Regions from separate parts of the Macaca mulatta genome. Here region 1 is linked to region 2. The links are chromatin contacts, called in public Hi-C maps. All regions are on one chromosome and are shown on one strand. Each heading gives the region's core, a stretch centred on a gene start, on an enhancer-like site or on the middle of the called end of the contact. The rest is flanking DNA. Distances are from core to core; before and after follow the strand shown.

The links. A called contact is a pair of places that touch in the nucleus more often than the background predicts.
Region 1: a contact with region 2 is called in a Hi-C map of spermatogonia, with 4 times the contacts expected there. The contact joins two enhancer-like sites. A contact is called at or near these places in 11 of 14 Hi-C or Micro-C datasets (CD4 T cells, blood, fetal cortex germinal zone and 6 more).

Annotation. Positions count from the first base shown.
Region 1 is chr13:82,961,335-82,966,778 of T2T-MMU8v2.0, reverse strand. No RefSeq gene overlaps it. Among named protein-coding and RNA genes, the nearest start is that of PKDCC, 160 kb to the right of the region's middle. Within about 2 kb of position 4,003, at least 5 of the 40 cell types and tissues checked have an H3K27ac peak or open chromatin away from gene starts, as enhancers often do.
Region 2 is chr13:82,760,222-82,765,660 of T2T-MMU8v2.0, reverse strand. No RefSeq gene overlaps it. Among named protein-coding and RNA genes, the nearest start is that of PKDCC, 38 kb to the left of the region's middle. Within about 2 kb of position 1,885, at least 3 of the 40 cell types and tissues checked have an H3K27ac peak or open chromatin away from gene starts, as enhancers often do.

The sequences.
Region 1 (5,444 bases), core at 2,754-5,253, 200 kb before region 2:
TTGCATCTCTTAAAAAAAAAAATAAAAAAAAAAAGACAAGCTCTTCTGAGCCTCAGTTTCTCCATCTAGCCACTGGGATCACATGCCTCTCTCAGACGCTAGTTGTGAAAATCAAAATAAATCATATATGTGGGGGCTTCTGACTTTGGATCCAACATGCATTAGGTGCCCAGCAAATGTTTATTACATGGATGGAGAGGATCTTCAAACCTTCCTCCACTCTCACCTCCCACCCGCAGTGGTCCTCTACACCAGCATCTGCTGACAGCAGCATCACCACACACTTCCAGAATTAGGCAGCTCACGACTTCCTGAAGCACCCTGTTTTAGAATTGAAAGGCCTCACTCACCTGGCCTCGTGTACCAAGTGTGCAGAGGACAGGAGAAGACACAGGCCACCCCTGGAAGGTGACAATGTAGCTCTGGAGACAGTCTGGCCATTCTTGAAATATTAAAAAGCATTAAGGGGGCCGAGCATGGTGGCTCACACCTGTAATCCCAGCACTTTGGGAGGCCAAGGCGGACAAATCACCTGAGGTCAGGAGTTTGAGACCAGCCTGACCAACATGGTGACACCCTGTCTCTACTGAAAATACAAAAATTAGCCAGGTATGATGGTGGATGCCTGAAGTCCCAGCTACTCAGAAGGCTGAGGTAGGAGAATCATTTGAACCCAGAAGGTGGAGGTTGCAGTGAGCTGAGATTGTGCTACTGCATTCCAGCCTGGGCTACAGAGTGAGACTTCGTCTTAAAAAATAAAAATTAAAAAAAAAAAAAAGCAAGCATTAGAGAACTTTCCAAGATGCATCATCTTCAAGAACATGAATGGGAGGCAGTGGAGGCGTGGCGTCTCCTCCTTGGGATGCAGAAGCTGGGCCAGCCCCCAGGCCAAACAAGGGTGGCCAAGCCTCTCCCTGGATCCCGGTACTCACGGAACTAACTCTTCGTTTCCTTCATCTCACTTCTCTCTCCTGCTCAGTCACCTTTCGAGCTATTGTCCCATGTAATTTCTCAGCCAGCTAGGTATCCCAGCCTTGTGAGACACCAGTCTTGCTCTAATGTTTGGAATGTGAACCATCATGAAAAAGTAAGAATGATGAAAAAGGAGATTTTGTAACTATTCTTCAGTGTCAGAGGGAGCAAAATCCTTCACATTCTACTACTCTAGCTGGATATCCCTAAAGGGTAGGTGTTTAAACTCTTGAATCTGGCTTTTCTTTTATTTTTGAGACAGGTTCTTGCTCTGTCACCCAAGCTGGAGGGGGCAAGGGCATGATCACGGCTCACTGCAGCCCCAAAATCCTAGGCTCAAGTGATCCTCCCACCTCAGCCTCCCAAGTAGATGGGATTACAGATATGCACCACCATGCTTGCTTTTTTTTTTTTTTTAAATATATAAAAACAGAGTCTCACTATGTTGCCCAGGCTGGTCTCGAACTCCTGGCCTCAAGTAATCCTCCCGCCTTGGACTCCCAAAGTGCTGGTATTACAGGCATGAGCCACATGCCCAGCCTGAACCTGGCCTTTTAGATTACCTCCCAGCTCTATTGCTTCTAACTGGTAAACCTAGGCAAGTTATTTAACCCCTTTAAGCCTTGATTTTTCTCAACGGTAAAATAGTTCCTCCCATAAAGGACTGCAATAAAGAAAAGAGGTCAGCAATCTGTGGTTATGGGGCCAAATCTGGTTCACCATCTATTTTTGTGAAGACCTATGAGCTAAGAATGGTTTTTACATTTTAAATGATTGAAAAAAATCAAGAAAATATTTTGTGACACAGAAAAGGATATGACATTCAAATGTCAGGGTCATAAAGTTTAATTGGAATATAGCCACACACATTTGTTTACATGTTACCTGTGACTGCTTTTCTACTACTACAGCAAAGTTGAATTGTTGTAACCAAGATGTTATAGCCCACAAAGCCTAAAATATTTACTGTCTGGCTCTTTATAGAAAATGTTTGCCAACCTCTGGTAAAGAGAAAATGAAGGAATGCCTAGATGTGCCTTTAATAGAGCAAAAACCTTTAAAATGTCAGCTCTCATTTTCTTTTATTAATATCTAGCTCCTGTCCAGCCATGATATTTATGCCGCTCTGTATTTGCATCAGGATAATTTTTTAGATCATTACAAAATATGCATCCTCCTACAGAACACAGGGGAATACCTAGTGCCTAAATGGCATTGCTAACGCAGAATGCACTGACCTGACCTCACAGAAAGGCGATGGAACAGAGGTCCCGTCCTTCCAAATGTCATCCACTGGTTTTATCCTTATTGAAATAGACAGCACACGGATCTGGAATGGAAGCAAATAACAACCAGGTCTCCAGATTCCATCATATCACAGAACATGGAACCAAGAAGGTACCTCAGAAGTTATCTGATCCAGGCCGGGCGCGGTGGCCCACACCTGTAATCCCAGCACTTTGGGAGGCCAAGGCGGGTGGATCACCTGAGGTCGGGAGTTCAAGACCAGCCTGACCAACATGGAGAAACCCCGTCTCTACTAAAAATACAAAAATTAGCCAGGCGTGGTGTCGCATGCCTGTAATCCCAGCTACTTGAGAGGCTGAGGCAGGAGAATGGCTTGAATCCGGGCAGCGGAGGTTGCGGTGAGCTGAGATCGTGCCATTGCACTCCAGCCTGGGCAAAAAGAGCGAAACTCCGTCTCAAAAAAAAAAAAAAAGAAGTTATCTGATCCAGTCACCCCTGTTTACCAGTGAGGAATCTAGACCCAGATGAAGTTAAAGGACTTACCCATGAGTACCCAACAACTCTCTGGCCACCCCCAGGCTCCCATCTTTGTGTCTTTCCTGTGTGGGCTGTTCCCTGAAATTCTTCCTGATAGGCACATTGCCTTTCCCTTTGATTTTAAATTCTTGGCTCAGATGACATGCCCGGACTATATCGTGTGATGTGACCTTGAAAAATAATTTACGTACAAGTCTTGAAAGCAAATCAAGTTTTAAAACAAAGTAGCACCTACTCTGTCGCAGCCTTGACATCTATTACAAAGTAAATGCTGGCTCTTTAATTTCCCTTATCAAGGCTGTTCCTATTTAGCCAACCTCCTCAAGGGGTCCCAGCACCAGCCCCACTCCAACGCCTGATGAAGCTCCAGAACAGGTGAGAAAAATGAGAGGGTCCTGTCCAGAGCTCTGGGAGTCGGCCCTCACTGCCTGCCTTTCAGACAGCAAGACAGAAAAGGCATTCATTTTCTTCCTCCACGTCATGATACCAACCGAAATTACCTTTAAATGAGGAAGAAGGTCATTATTTAATCAATAGGATTGCGTCAATTGAGGAAAATTTGTCTCCAGTGTAAACAAGCGGAACGTCTTTGCGCTCTATGAAAACAAGGTTAAATTACTTGCAGATCCAGGCGACGTGGAGAGATGTAGGAAGTGAACCTGAAGCCTGACACATTCAAGGTCTGGGAACCGAAAATAATAGGAATTGTTCTTATTTTTCCAGTGGAATCGAGCACAGAGATGGGCAAGCCTCTTTACAGAACCAAAGATTCAGAACCGTGCCTTACCCTTTGCTTACGAGGCAGAGGAGGAGGTAGAGGAGGAAGAGAAAGAACCACCACAAAGAGAGATGGCAACAAAAGTAAAACAAAGGCTGGGCCAGCCGATCCCACTCAGGCTGACCACAGTGAGGGAGCAGCATTAAAATGAGAAATGATCAGGTTTCAGAAGCCCAGCCCTTCCTGCTGAGTCTTGTCCTTTGCTTCATCCATTCCATTCAAGAAGTCATACTGAAAATAAATTATTAATACAATGGTAGCTCACATTATCGGGTCTCACTCCATGCCAAGCATGCCAAACCCAGGTCATGTGTGGTGCTCCTCAATGTTCACAACAGCTCTAGAGGTGGGTGCCAGTCATGCCCACTTGGCAGATGCGGAGGAGGGCAGTAGCAGCTGGAGAATGGCGGGCAGTTCTGCCTGTTTCTGAGGCCCCACTGCTTGAACTGCCAGCCTCAGAGCCATCTGCTCGCTGGGTGCTCAGCCCCGTGCTGCATGCTGTGGACTCACAGGGGAAGTACGAGCCAGGCCTACCCCTAGGGTATCCCCACATCCCTGGCAGAAGGGGACAGAGCATTTACTCCTGTTTAGGGAGAGGCTCAGCTCATCTGGGAATCCCTGGATGAGCGGACTCTGTGCCTGCTCCTCTGCCATACCCCTTCCCCATCCATGTCGGCTGCTTTGGCCACAGCACATAAAAATGGGTCCAGCAAGCCACAGTCTCTCCCAGAGGAGGCCCCAAAGATCTCTTGCCCACACCTCCTCGATCGCTGCTAGGATATAAGCTGGAGGCTGTCGGTGGTGAATGTGATCTCTTGTCACTCCACAGGCATCTGGTGAGGTCTAAGTTCCCTGCTTCCTGACAGAACTTCTTGGTGGGGATTTGGCTTCCAGGTTCTCCTCACCCCCTCAGGAGACTGGGCTAACACTGAGTGAGGTTTGCTGACACCCTCCATTCATTAACAACAGGACTAAAACCAAGTAAGTTTTAGCTCTGGGCTTTTGGACAGCCAGATTCCAACACTTTGGTGGTGAATCCTGACTAATGTTCCTGCCCCATCCCTCCTCCTCCCATCCCCCAACCCACCCCGCCCAGCTCCATTTCTGAAGTGCCCGAATGTAGAGTTCATAAGCTGCCTTCCTTCCATGACCATGCTGCCCACATGGCCTCCACTGAGGATCGGGGCAACACAGTCACCACAGGAGTAGGCCCTCAGTTGCCCTAGCAGCGATCTGAGGAGTGTGGGCTTTGGGGCCTCCTCCGGGAAAATTGTGGCAGCACAGCCAGGACAGCAAGTGTGTGGCCCGGCCAAAAAAAAAAAAAAGCTTAAAAAAAAAAATTTTTTTTTTTTTAATGAAATGAAACATATTTGACCTGGGAAGAAATAAAAGACCTTTCACGTTGTCAAAGTGACAAATTAGACACAGAGGCCGAGCAAATGTGAGCTCCTGGGGAGTCCGTCAGAAGGAGCCCAGATGGAATGGACAAGGCTGGGGGTGACCGGAGGGAGGCAGACAGAGGATTTCTCCGGGTCGGGTTGGGAGACCAGTCAGAAGGCTGCACAAAGCTACACACAGTCTCCCCTTTGTACTGGTATTTATCTAACTTGTCAATTTTATAGCCACATTACCTTCCGAGTGTTCAGGAAAGCAGATATTGGTGCTGTCAAGAGGCCTGGCTGTGGTTTGCACAGCATAATGACAGATGCAAAAAACAAAGGGGAGGGGAGAGGGGCCTTCAGAAACCACAAAAGAGCCTTTAGAATTATGCCTCTGCCTCCCTCCTCCCCTGAGAGCATGCCTTTCCCTCGCTGCAGAGGTGCTTGCTCCAGGGGTGCTCTCTCCCCCTGTATGCAGCTGTGCCGGGCAGCTGCGCTGGGCAGCTGCCTAGCACGCGTCTACCAGTCAC
Region 2 (5,439 bases), core at 636-3,135:
AAGTTAGACTTGCTCTTTGTGCTTCCTTCCAACCCTTGCCTGCTAAGTAAGATGGCTGTGCTTTTGTACGCCCCAAAGAAAGACCACATAAAAAGGAGCAGGCAGGGGAAGAAGATGGGGAGGAAGAATAAGGAAGAGGGTTGTTGAATTAGATGAATTCCCACTTATGGAGGCCAAGACAGGCAGATCACTTGAAGTCAGGAGTTTGAGACTAGCCTGGCCAACATGGTGAAAACTTGTCTCTACTAAAAATACAAAAATGAGCCAGGCATGGTGGTAGGCACCTGTAATCCCAGCTACTCGAAAGGCTGAGACACGAGAATTCTTTTGAACCCAGGAAGCAGAAGTTGCAGTGAGCTGAGACTGCGTCACTGCACTGCAGCCTGTGTGACAGAGTGAGACTCTGTCTCAAAAAAAAAAAAAAAAAAAAAAGAATTAGATGATGCCCTTGTCGTCTTTTCCTGCCCTAGGCTTTCCTCTTCTGAGTTCTCTGGCCCTTCAGAGAAGGATAGAGAGGAAGCTGCTTACTAAGGGCCCCATTGGCAGGACCATAATCAGGAGCCTGGTACACTCTGAGGAGGTAAAACAGTGACCACAGATTCTGGGATGCAGTTGACATGGACCAAGTCAGACCTCAGGATGGGCTTCTGCCCAGGCCGGACCTAGCTTCTGGGAGCCTATCTGGCCTGATGAGCTCGATGAGGGGAAGGGAGGATCCAGAGGTACACAATCTTCATCTCAGGAATTTCCTACAGGAAAAAGGGCAGCAGAGACCTGACCCTTTCCAGCGTGGGGGCTGTGACCCTGGCTCTGCCATAGGAGCCATGACAGGCCTGAGATAGAGTATGTGAGCTGGGGTATTGACAGGTCCTGTCATTGGTTTGCCAAGTATTTTCAAGAACATATGACCTGTCACGTACAGCGGGAGGCACTGGGAAAGCAAAGGTGAATAAGACCGGGGTTCTGTGAGAGTTTGCAATGCGATATTCCAATGGGGCGAGCCATGGGATTTGCAACAGGAATTGCAGAGGAGATTGGGAAAGGATTGTAAAGGCATTTGTTAAAAGTTCCAGGAATGAGGTGTGAAGGACGGCATGTGGTCTTTAATTAAGGTCTGCAGTGGAGTCTATGATGGGATTGCCTGTTGGGGATATAATGGGATGTTTTGGGGTTGGTCCATCAGCCGTAAAATGGGAATATAATGGGAGTGTGTTGTTAGATATAACAAAGTATGTGTGGAGTGGGGGTCCATTAGGTAATTCATTAACAGAGCAGCCTTTCCTGACAGCTCAGATGAGATCGGATTCTTCCTGTTGATATGGTCTCATAGTATCATATTTATCATCTATTACACTTCCCACAATTGAAATGAGTCCATTGTTTTGTACTTATTTGCTTAACACCTGTCTCCTTTACTAGGCTGTAAAAGTTATCGGGGTTGTTGCCATGAAGGTAGGCATGGGTGTTGCTCACCACTGTACCCCATCCTCCTCCCCACCCCAACACACAGCCCAGGACTGGGCACATAGGAAGCTCTCAGTAATCACTCACGGAAAGAATGGAGACAGGGTCTAGAACTAGCTTAGCTCCGTGATCGTCAAGGTGGTGAAGCCCCTTCCCCAAATCCAGACCCAAATCCTGCAGGGCTGCTCAATGTCCTCAGATTCGAAGTAACGGTTTTGTTATTAAACCTGGAGCCTTTGGTTCCATTTGAAGGGAGGTGTTGCCATCTGGTGGCCAAATTGGAGAAATACACTGAGAGAAAGCTCCCATCTGCTCCAGTTCTAGCAACCTCCACTGACTGACTACCCACCCAGTGGCCGTCAACCAGCCTTCAGCCCCAGCCGCACAGAAATCAGTCCCACCTTCTCCCACTGCCTCGGGAGTCAGGCAGCAAGAGTTCAGAAAACAGCGACCGTGCAGGCCCTGCGCTGGACTACCCCTTCATCAGTCCCTCCAGCCAGCTCTCAGGTCCCTGCTCATCAGGGGTGCACCCTCACTCCTTCCTAACTTTGAACCCAACCGCTCATCCTGAAAAGTAGCAGCCCAGTGTGGGGGCAGGAGCCACAAACGAAGCTTTGATCCCACAGTTAACATATGAGAAATTTCTCATCATCCGAGGTTTTACTTGGTCAACTGGATTGACCCACTCTGGATGGTGGGCACTGATGGAGATTGCGGAGACACAAGACTAGTTTCTATATCATATCCTCTCATTGACAGATGAGCACATTCCCCAGAAGTTAACCTTTTCCTCCTCTTTCTCTCCTCTGTCCTTCCCTTGAAACCAAACACTGCTTGGCTCACACGACAATGGGGCCCAGACTTTTTAAAAGTCCAACATTGAAATCAAGCTTATAAAACAGAGAAAATGGAGATTTAATCCGCAATATAAAAGGATGAATTACTTTGCAATGTGAGCCACTACAGCTTCACTGATTCGACAAATATTTGTTATGCTCCTACTGTGTGCCAGGCACATTTCTAGCCACAAGGAAATCAGCAGTGAATAAAACTCCAGCTCAAAGGAGTCTACATTCCAGTGGAGCATCTCTCACCATGGAGCTCCTTATCCTGTGTCCTCTCCTGAAAACGGCAGCATCAGCACCCTCCTCACAACCTCACCTAGCAACATGCATATGACATCTTAACAAGAGCACTGAACATTGAAAAGACAGCTTCGGCCGGGCGCGGTGGCTCAAGCCTGTAATCCCAGCACTTTGGGAGGCCGAGACACGTGGATCACGAGGTCAGGAGATCGAGACCATCCTGGCTAACACGGTGAAGCCCCGTCTCTACTAAAAAATACAAAAAAAAACTAGCCGGGCGAGTTGGCGGGCGCCTGTAGTCCCAGCTACTTGGGAGGCTGAGGCAGGAGAATGGCATAAACCCGGGAGGCGGAGCTTGCAGTGAGCTGAGATCTGGCCACTGCACTCCAGCCTGGGTGACAGAGTGAGACTCCATCTCAAAAAAAAAAAAAAAAAAAAGAAAGGACAGCTTCACAGGAACACAGCTGCTCTATAAATTGAGTGTATATTTAAATTGTCTTTATATTTTATGGAACATGTTTTATGTGCATTATTTCACTTGGGTGGGGGACAGTGGCAGTGCCCCAAGGCCATGTCATAGAAGCATGCCAGCTGAGTACAAACACTGCATTCACTAAGCAAACCCAGATGCATGGCAGCTGCCTGGTTACTCCCCAGCCAGACTCCTAACACATTTTTTTAACTTATTGTCAAAAGAAAAAATTTTGACAAATTAAATTTAACAGAACTTATTTTAGCAAAGAACAATTCATTAATCAGGCAGCAGTTAGAACCAGAAGAGGTTCAGAGAGCTCCCTTTGTAATGTGGGCAGTGAGTACTTAGAACAGGGAAGTATCTTTAAAACATAGCTTGACTAATTACAGCTTGGCATTTGCCTTATTTGGAGATGGTCTGGTCAGCTGGCAACCTATGATAGGCTGAAGTTCAGCTGCTTGTGACTCGCTGAAACCCAGCTATCTGTTAGAAAAAGTATAGTAGTTACGTTTCAGTTTATTACATACTAAGTTAGGTTGCAGTTCATGACATAGAAACTCAATGCACAAAGACAGGGTCCAGGGCCAGGCACACTGGCTCACACCTGTAATCCCAGCACTTTCGGAGGCCAAGGTGGGCAGATCGCTTGAGGTCAGGAGTTAGAGACCAGCCTGGCCAACATAGCAAAACCCTGTCTCTACTAAATACAGAAATTAGCCAAGCATGGTGGCACACACCTGTAATTCCATAAAAATACAAAAATTAGTTGGGCATGGTGGTGTGCACCTGTAGTCTCAGCTACTTGGGAGGCTGAAGCACGAGAATCGTTTGAACCTAGGAGGTGGAAGTTGCATGAGCTGAGATGGCGCCACTGCACACTTCAGCTTGGGTGATGGAGTGAGATGCCGTCTCAAAAAAAAAAAAAAAAAAAAAAAAAAACAAAGACAGGCTCTAGGCCAAACTTAATAGAAAATACATTTTTGGCTATGATACTAGTCACAACCAGAGATATTAGGGGAGATCAGTACTCCTTATGTATTGCTGCTAGCACTGAAAATTGTTAGAACTACTAAAAATCAATAGGACAATATATTTCAAAAACCTTGAAAAATATTTATATATATGGATTTAGTAGTTCTAAAGACATCTACGCTACAAAATAATCTTAAACTCGAAGATTTGTGTATAAAGATTTTTATTTTAGCATAATTTACAATAGCAAAAAAAATGGAATCCACAAACATTCAACAGAGAAGTATGTTTTATTGGTATGATGTAAAAGTAGGCAGTCATTAAAAATGATGTTACAGGCAGGGTGTGGTGGCTCACGCCTTGTAATCCCAGCGCTTTGGGAAGCCGAAGTGGGTGGATTACCTGAGGTCAGGAGTTCAAGACCAGCCTGGCCAACACAGTGAAACCCTGTCTCTACTAAAAATAAAAAATTAGCCAAGCATGGTGGCCCACACCTGTAGTCCCAGCTACTCAGGAGGCTGAGGCAGAAGAATCGCTTGAACCCAGGAGGCAGACGTTGCAGTGAGCCGAGATCACGCCACTGCACTCCAGCCACAGCAGCAGGGTGAGATTCTGTCTCAAAAAAAGTCACAATTTTTTGTGACATGCGGGAAAATATGTATCAAAAGTAGAATGCAAAATCTTATACATAATAGGTTCATACCTATTTATTTAAAAAAAAAAAAAAACTAGAAAGAAATTACCACAACAATAAAAGTAGTGAACTGTTACTGGCCCCTAACCCATTCTATCTGGGAATTCTGAGGTTGTCATGGCCAGGGGTATGTCATGGGCTATGTATGAGGTTGTCATGGCCAGACGCTCCATGGTGGAGCATCTCTGGGTGTCCTTCAGCGGAATACTGCCCCCTAGTGGACGGCCTACATCCTGGGCAGCTCAGGAGTCACTGGATTTCCTCCGGCTCCCGCACCAACCACTCTGATGTCACGCAGCGCAGCCCAAGTCAGCACTGCCACCAATGCCCGCCGCGGTCGGGAAAAGGCACTCCTCAGCATTTATGGCTCTCTCCATTAATTTTCCAAAGGGTGGCCCAATTCTTTTAATTTCACTAGAGCCCTTTCTCTTCAATGACTTTTAAAATATTCCCCCCGGGGTAAAGTTGAAGGCATAGAATACTACCCACTCATTCCACCTTAAAAGCATCTTCTGGAACACCTTGAACTGGTACCCAGCATCTTGATCCTTCCCTATCTCAGGGTAAGTGCTCCCCAACCAGAGCAGTTAATTCCAAGAGAGACTGTCCACAACCTCACTCTCCACCTTCCTCAGTCAATTGAGTCCTCACCATTGATCTCAAATTTTTAGTCACTGTTCCTCCCAGAAGACCCACAACATTTCATCCTTGTATCCTGCAATTCTTACCACGGGTGATAACAGTCAGCT